Regions from separate parts of the Ovis aries genome. Here region 1 is linked to region 2. The links are chromatin contacts, called in public Hi-C maps. All regions are on one chromosome and are shown on one strand. Each heading gives the region's core, a stretch centred on a gene start, on an enhancer-like site or on the middle of the called end of the contact. The rest is flanking DNA. Distances are from core to core; before and after follow the strand shown. Region 1 holds the start of SRGAP1 (SLIT-ROBO Rho GTPase activating protein 1). Region 2 overlaps SRGAP1 (SLIT-ROBO Rho GTPase activating protein 1).

Region 1 (2,700 bases), core at 45-2,544, 120 kb before region 2:
TTCGGTGCATTTTTCTTTCCTCAAGGCTCCCAAAGAGGGAGTAGCTCTCTTACAGCTCTACAGTACTGCCCGTAATTACTTATTTATACAACAATAGATCTTGAGACCCTTTAGGGCAGAATTCTCTTGAGTCCCTAGTTCATATTTGGTGGTTGGCCTACAGTAAGAAATCTTATCACTGGATACAAGAATGAATAAAGTCTCAAAGTCCCTACTCTGTTTAGATCTAGCACCATTTGATACGGACACGCCTTTGGACAAATCACTTTGATAAATCAGGCCAGTAATATTGGAGAAGGACATTGTGCGTGCGTGCTCAGTCATACCGAACTCTTTTCCATGCTGTTGACTGTAGCCCGCCAGGCTCCTCTGTCCATGAAATTTTCGAGGCAGGAATACTGGAGTGGGTTGTCATTTCCTCCTCCAGATCTTCCCCACTCAGGGATCGAACCCGCATCTCCTGCACAGGCAGGCGGATTCTTTACCACTGAGCCCCTGGGAAGTGGAGAAGGTCCCAAACGCTAAATGTGTCCGCCCAAACCCAGAGATATCTTAAGTACTACCTGTTTCCCCACCACGCCTTTCCCACCATGCTGACATTCTCTAGCTACTTTTAGGATGGGGCGAATACGGTGCTCAAGATGGATATTTTTCTCTGCCTGATCGAATAGCTTAGCTTTTTTTACATTTTTATTCTTAACATCCAAGACAATTCAGACTCCAGTATTTCTACTGGGGTTGGGAGTAACATCCTATTCTTTCATGGAGACATCCAAAGTCTGATTTTCCCCACTGGACTCAAAAGAGCCCCACCACAGCCCTCACACAGATTCGAAGACTGCCCACCGGTCGGGTGGGGTTTTCCAGCGGCTGGGGCAACGCAAGCCGGGGAGGCGCTGGGGGCGTCGCCCACGGCCGCCGGGCTCGGCACGCAGGGTCGGGCTGCGGTTGGCCACAAGAGGCATCCATCTTCCTGGAGAAGCGCCGCGCTTGCTTACCGCGCCGGTGGGGAGGAGCGGGGCGAGGGTGGAGAAGAGAGGTCGATCGGGCCCCTCCCGCGAGCCCTGCCCCGCCTCGCCGAGCCCGGCGCGGCCGCCCGGGCCGGTGCCGCCCGCAGCTCACTCCCCAGGCGCCGGGGAGCCGCGGGCCGTGAGCGCGCCTGCAACTTTGCGGCCGCCAGGGGCGCGGCTCCTCCAGGGGCGCGTGCGGGTGTGCCGGTAGCCGGCGGCCTCCTGGGGGCAGCAGCGGCAAGGGGGACCGGGAGAAAGAGGCCGTCTCGGCGCACGGTGGCCCGGGAGGCGGAGGCCCCGCGAGGCGCCGGCGGTGGAAACCTAAACTCCGCCGGGGCTGCGCCCAGGACGCGTTCTTACAGCGCGTTAGCCGCCCTCGCGGCGGCCGCCCGGGACTCGTTTTAGGATTGCGATTCCTCTACCCTGCCCGGGGCAGTAGCAGCCGTGTGTGCCGACGGAGGAGCGGCAGCAGCATCCCCAGCCCGGGCGGGACCCCTGAGCGCCGGAGCGGGCGGCTGAGCAGGAAGGGAGGGTCGCGGCGCCCGCCCTCCCCGGCTGGCCCTGCCCCACGCTCCCCGTGCGGGTGGCTAACAATGGTGCGGAGCGCCGGCGCGATCCCCGCGTCCGCCCAGCGGCTGTAGAGGAAGTGGCCGGGCTCCGGGTGGGGTGGGCAGGGAGACGCCCCCCGCCACTCGCCTGCTGGAGTTCGCCGGCGCGCCGGGCCTCTCCGGCCCCCTCCGGCCCCGAGCCCTGGGCGCCCCTCCGCATCGCCGACGGCAGCTCGATCCCGAGAGTATGGTGCCAGCGCCCGGGTTAATCTAGTCCTCGGCTCGCTCCTTTTTTTTCCCCTCCTCCTCCTCCTCCTCCTCCTCCTCTCCCTCCCGTCGGTGCTGCTTCTGGGTTCCCGGCATTTGGGAGTACAACTCTCTGCTTCTCCGAGGAGACTGACTGGTCGGTGACCCCTCACAGAACTTGCCCATTGAAAGCAAACCCAGAACAGCTGGATAATGTCCACTCCGAGCAGATTCAAAAAGGACAAAGAGATCATCGCCGAGTATGAAAGTCAAGTCAAAGGTACGGATGGGAGCGGCTGCCTTGCTCCTTTTGTGTGCTTTCTTGTCATTGTGCTCCGGGAGTTGCGTTTCTAACTTGGGGGTCTGCGTTGGAGGAAGGTGGTGAGAGACAACTGGAGCGCCTGGTTGAGCCATCCGGGGCTTCGCGCAAGCCAGTCTCAGTCCCAGTCCCGTCAGGTCCACGGGGAGCTGGAAACCGGGTGGCTCTCCCCCGCTGCCCGCTCGCCACTTCCAGTAGGGGAGAACTGGGTTTAAATTAACCACCTTCAGCGGCAGCTTACATAGGAGGTAGGCAGCAGCAGAGGTTCCCCCCCCCCCCAGTTATCATCACCGGCATCTTTTTTTATTTTATGTTTTTTAGAATATACTATTGTCACAGCCATTGATACACTGTCATGTAATTTTTTTTTTCTTTTAAAGAGTCATTTTTCTGAAGTCTGGACCCGAAGTGGTCTAGAGCTTCCTTGAGTGCAGGAAACTGGCGACATTTGCACTAATCACTAATTTATCAGGGCGAGTCCCCCTTCTATAAAACAGCTAGCTCCCTAAAAGCCTGGCGGTTAAACCAAGAAAGGACTAGTGGAATCTGACTCTTCCTCTATAATGGGCCGGAATTC
Region 2 (2,700 bases), core at 61-2,560:
CAGAGAGTCAGACATGACTGAAGCAACTTAGAACACAGCACGTCTATTTTTAAAAAGCACGAAAGTAATTTTGCCATATTAACAGGTGTATTCACGAGATGGGTAATTTCCCTCCTTCTTTCTACTTTTATAATCTTGTAAAATGAGTATGTCTTACATGAATGATGGAGAAAATAAAAGTGGATTTTTAATAGGCATGATCACCACCCCCAAAATGGAGTATACAGTGTGTTAGAACTCACAAAAATGTGTATTCTTGAGAAACATGTGAAGATGTTTTGTGACCAACAGTTGTAATAATAATATCAATATTCATAGGTACCATTTGTGGAGAGTTTTCTATGGGAAGCTATTTTTTTCCATGCGTTAGCTACTTTAATTTTCATCACAACCCTATGAAATTGGATTTAATTGAGAAATAAGATTATGTAAATTACCTAAGGTCAGGACTCAGAATTGAACTTGCCTTTCAAAGGAAAAACAAATCATAGTAGCATGATCATAGTAACAGAGGAAATTTTCACTTATGCTCAGTGGGAGAAATAAAGCTTTCTGCTAAATTTATGACCAAGTTTGTATTGGACCAACTCTTCTCAGCAGCTAACTGTCATGTGAACTTTACCATATACTAAATTTTTTTCTTGATTTTCTCTTAATTGGGCAATTTGAGATTTTAGAGAAGTGGGTAGGATGTTGACTGAATATCTTTTACTTGATTTAAGCTTAAGGGAGAGCATTGCAGAACAAGGTTACAGATATTAATGAAAGGTTTGTTAAGTGAAAAAAGGTGGTGATACTGAAATCTGGATTTGTACAGAGATTCAAGTACAGAGGTTATGGGTGAGTAAATCTGCTCCTATTGTAGTAGGTAATGAACTTGGCAGTAGTCTTCCTTTTAGCCTTTGGTTTCCAGAGTGACTAGAAAAAGATGGTTTTTGAAAGAAGTTTCGTATAAGTATTCATAACCATTTCCCCATAACTGTTAAACCTTTCTTTTCCTTTAAGTATTGATTTCTCATGAGTTGTCTTACACACTGAACTTTTTAATTGGTTGACTTTGCCCTGTCTCTTAAGTGTGCTTACTCATACACAGTATCTGTGGAAGTTTGATATTTAATTTGAAAAGTATTTCTGTGAGTTCTTTGCAGAGGGGGTAGGGTGCCCCAGTTTATTCATCTTTATATAAAAGCAGCTAGCATGAGTCATATTGTTGGCATTTGATATGTTTTTTGTTGAACCAGTGGAGGGGGTTCTTGTTTCAGTTCAAGGAGACTTCTCTAAAGGTTGGAGTTGCCCAACAGTAGCACAGACTGTTCTTGGGAAAGAGATAGTAAGTTCTGGACAGGCTTGGATTCGGGGGGAGTTTGATCACTAGACTCAGTGATTTCTAAGCTTGTTGTACATTTGAGATTCTGTGATTCTTCTTTTTGTCTAACACATGTCCAAAGAGGAGAGAAACAAAATATAAGTGGGAATCACATATTGTCCAGTAGAGCCGTTGATAGCAGTGATAGTTAATGGGATTTGTACCAGCATTGGGAGCAATTGTGCTTTTCTCTGATTCCCAGAGTCAGCATGGACAGTTCTCATATTGAGAAACTGTCCCAATAAGATTAGACTTCAGACCATCCTCCAGATTTAGGCTGAGCCCCAGGAGAGAATTTTCTCAATTCTGAGAATGAGTATGAGAGTTTTAGAAGAAATCCCACTTCACATCCAAGTTACAAAAAGCCAGGAAAAAATATTATTCACTAAATATGCCACCTTAAATGATTTTGATTGGTTTTCCACATATCATTTACATTGTTGCCTGACTCATGAGGGCCCCAAAGTTATCATTAATCTGAATCTTGTTTCTCTTCAATTTCTGACAACTGGAGAAGGTATTAATTTCATCTACAAAGCTTAGAATTTCTGTCATTGATCACAAAATGGTATTCCAGAGGCAAAATCTGGCACAAGGATGGATTTTCAATGGTTTGGACAGAGTTTTATTTTGTTTTAATTAGTTGCTGATATTTTAAAATTTGGTGATTCTACCCCCAAATCAGATTTCTGGCTTCTGTCTAAAAAGGTCAGATTTGGCATATAACTGCATCAGGCATGCTATACAGCAGTCATTACCTGGAGTCTGGTGGCTGGATGAGGTATGTATTCCTGCTTAAGCAATCCTTGTCTTTCCTTGGTATTACATACCCAGCTTGATTCACTCATTTATGGGACTCGTCTGGCCTCTGAAGGTGATAAGTTTGTGACCCTTCCTCTGTAAGTAATGCTCATGCATAGGTCTGAGGACTGTAAGTAGCTATTATTTCAACCTCCGGGAGGGACTGCAGAATAATCTGAAGTGTTTCACTGGGTTTGGGCAGAGTGCTCTGCCTCTGGGAGGATCCCGGCCAGCCAACCCTGTAACCGGAGGGAAGAAGAAATAATGTATTCATCCTGTACTGAACTGCTGGCGTTCAGGAGAGCCACAGGCTAGGCAACGGGGCCTGAAGTGCCCTGCAGACTGGGGCTTGTCTAAGCTCAGGGCGACTTGGCACCTGTGCCAGAGACGGATTCAGTGGAGTGGCAGACGGCTCTGTGCCATGCATTCAGACAGCTTTCTGAATGTCGGCAGCCAAGAGAACATCAGCTGTGCCTGTGAGTAGTGTGGGTTCGCGCCAGAAACATCTAAACTTCAAAGGAAAATAAAATTGT

What was found. A called contact is a pair of places that touch in the nucleus more often than the background predicts.
Region 1: a Hi-C map of skin fibroblasts shows a contact between it and region 2, with 2.7 times the contacts expected there. The contact joins the promoter of SRGAP1 here to the enhancer-like site in region 2. A contact is called at or near these places in 2 of 16 Hi-C or Micro-C datasets (omental adipose tissue and skin fibroblasts).

What each region holds. Positions count from the first base shown.
Region 1 is chr3:156,043,483-156,046,182 of ARS-UI_Ramb_v3.0, reverse strand. It overlaps SRGAP1 (SLIT-ROBO Rho GTPase activating protein 1), which reads left to right and starts at 1,294. Exons shown (of 22, transcript XM_027967491.3): 1 at 1,294-2,084. The coding sequence starts at 2,018.
Region 2 is chr3:155,919,646-155,922,345 of ARS-UI_Ramb_v3.0, reverse strand. The region is part of intron 1 of SRGAP1 (SLIT-ROBO Rho GTPase activating protein 1); the gene reads left to right. Among named protein-coding and RNA genes, the nearest start is that of SRGAP1, 120 kb to the left of the region's middle. Within about 2 kb of position 1,310, at least 9 of the 54 cell types and tissues checked have an H3K27ac peak or open chromatin away from gene starts, as enhancers often do.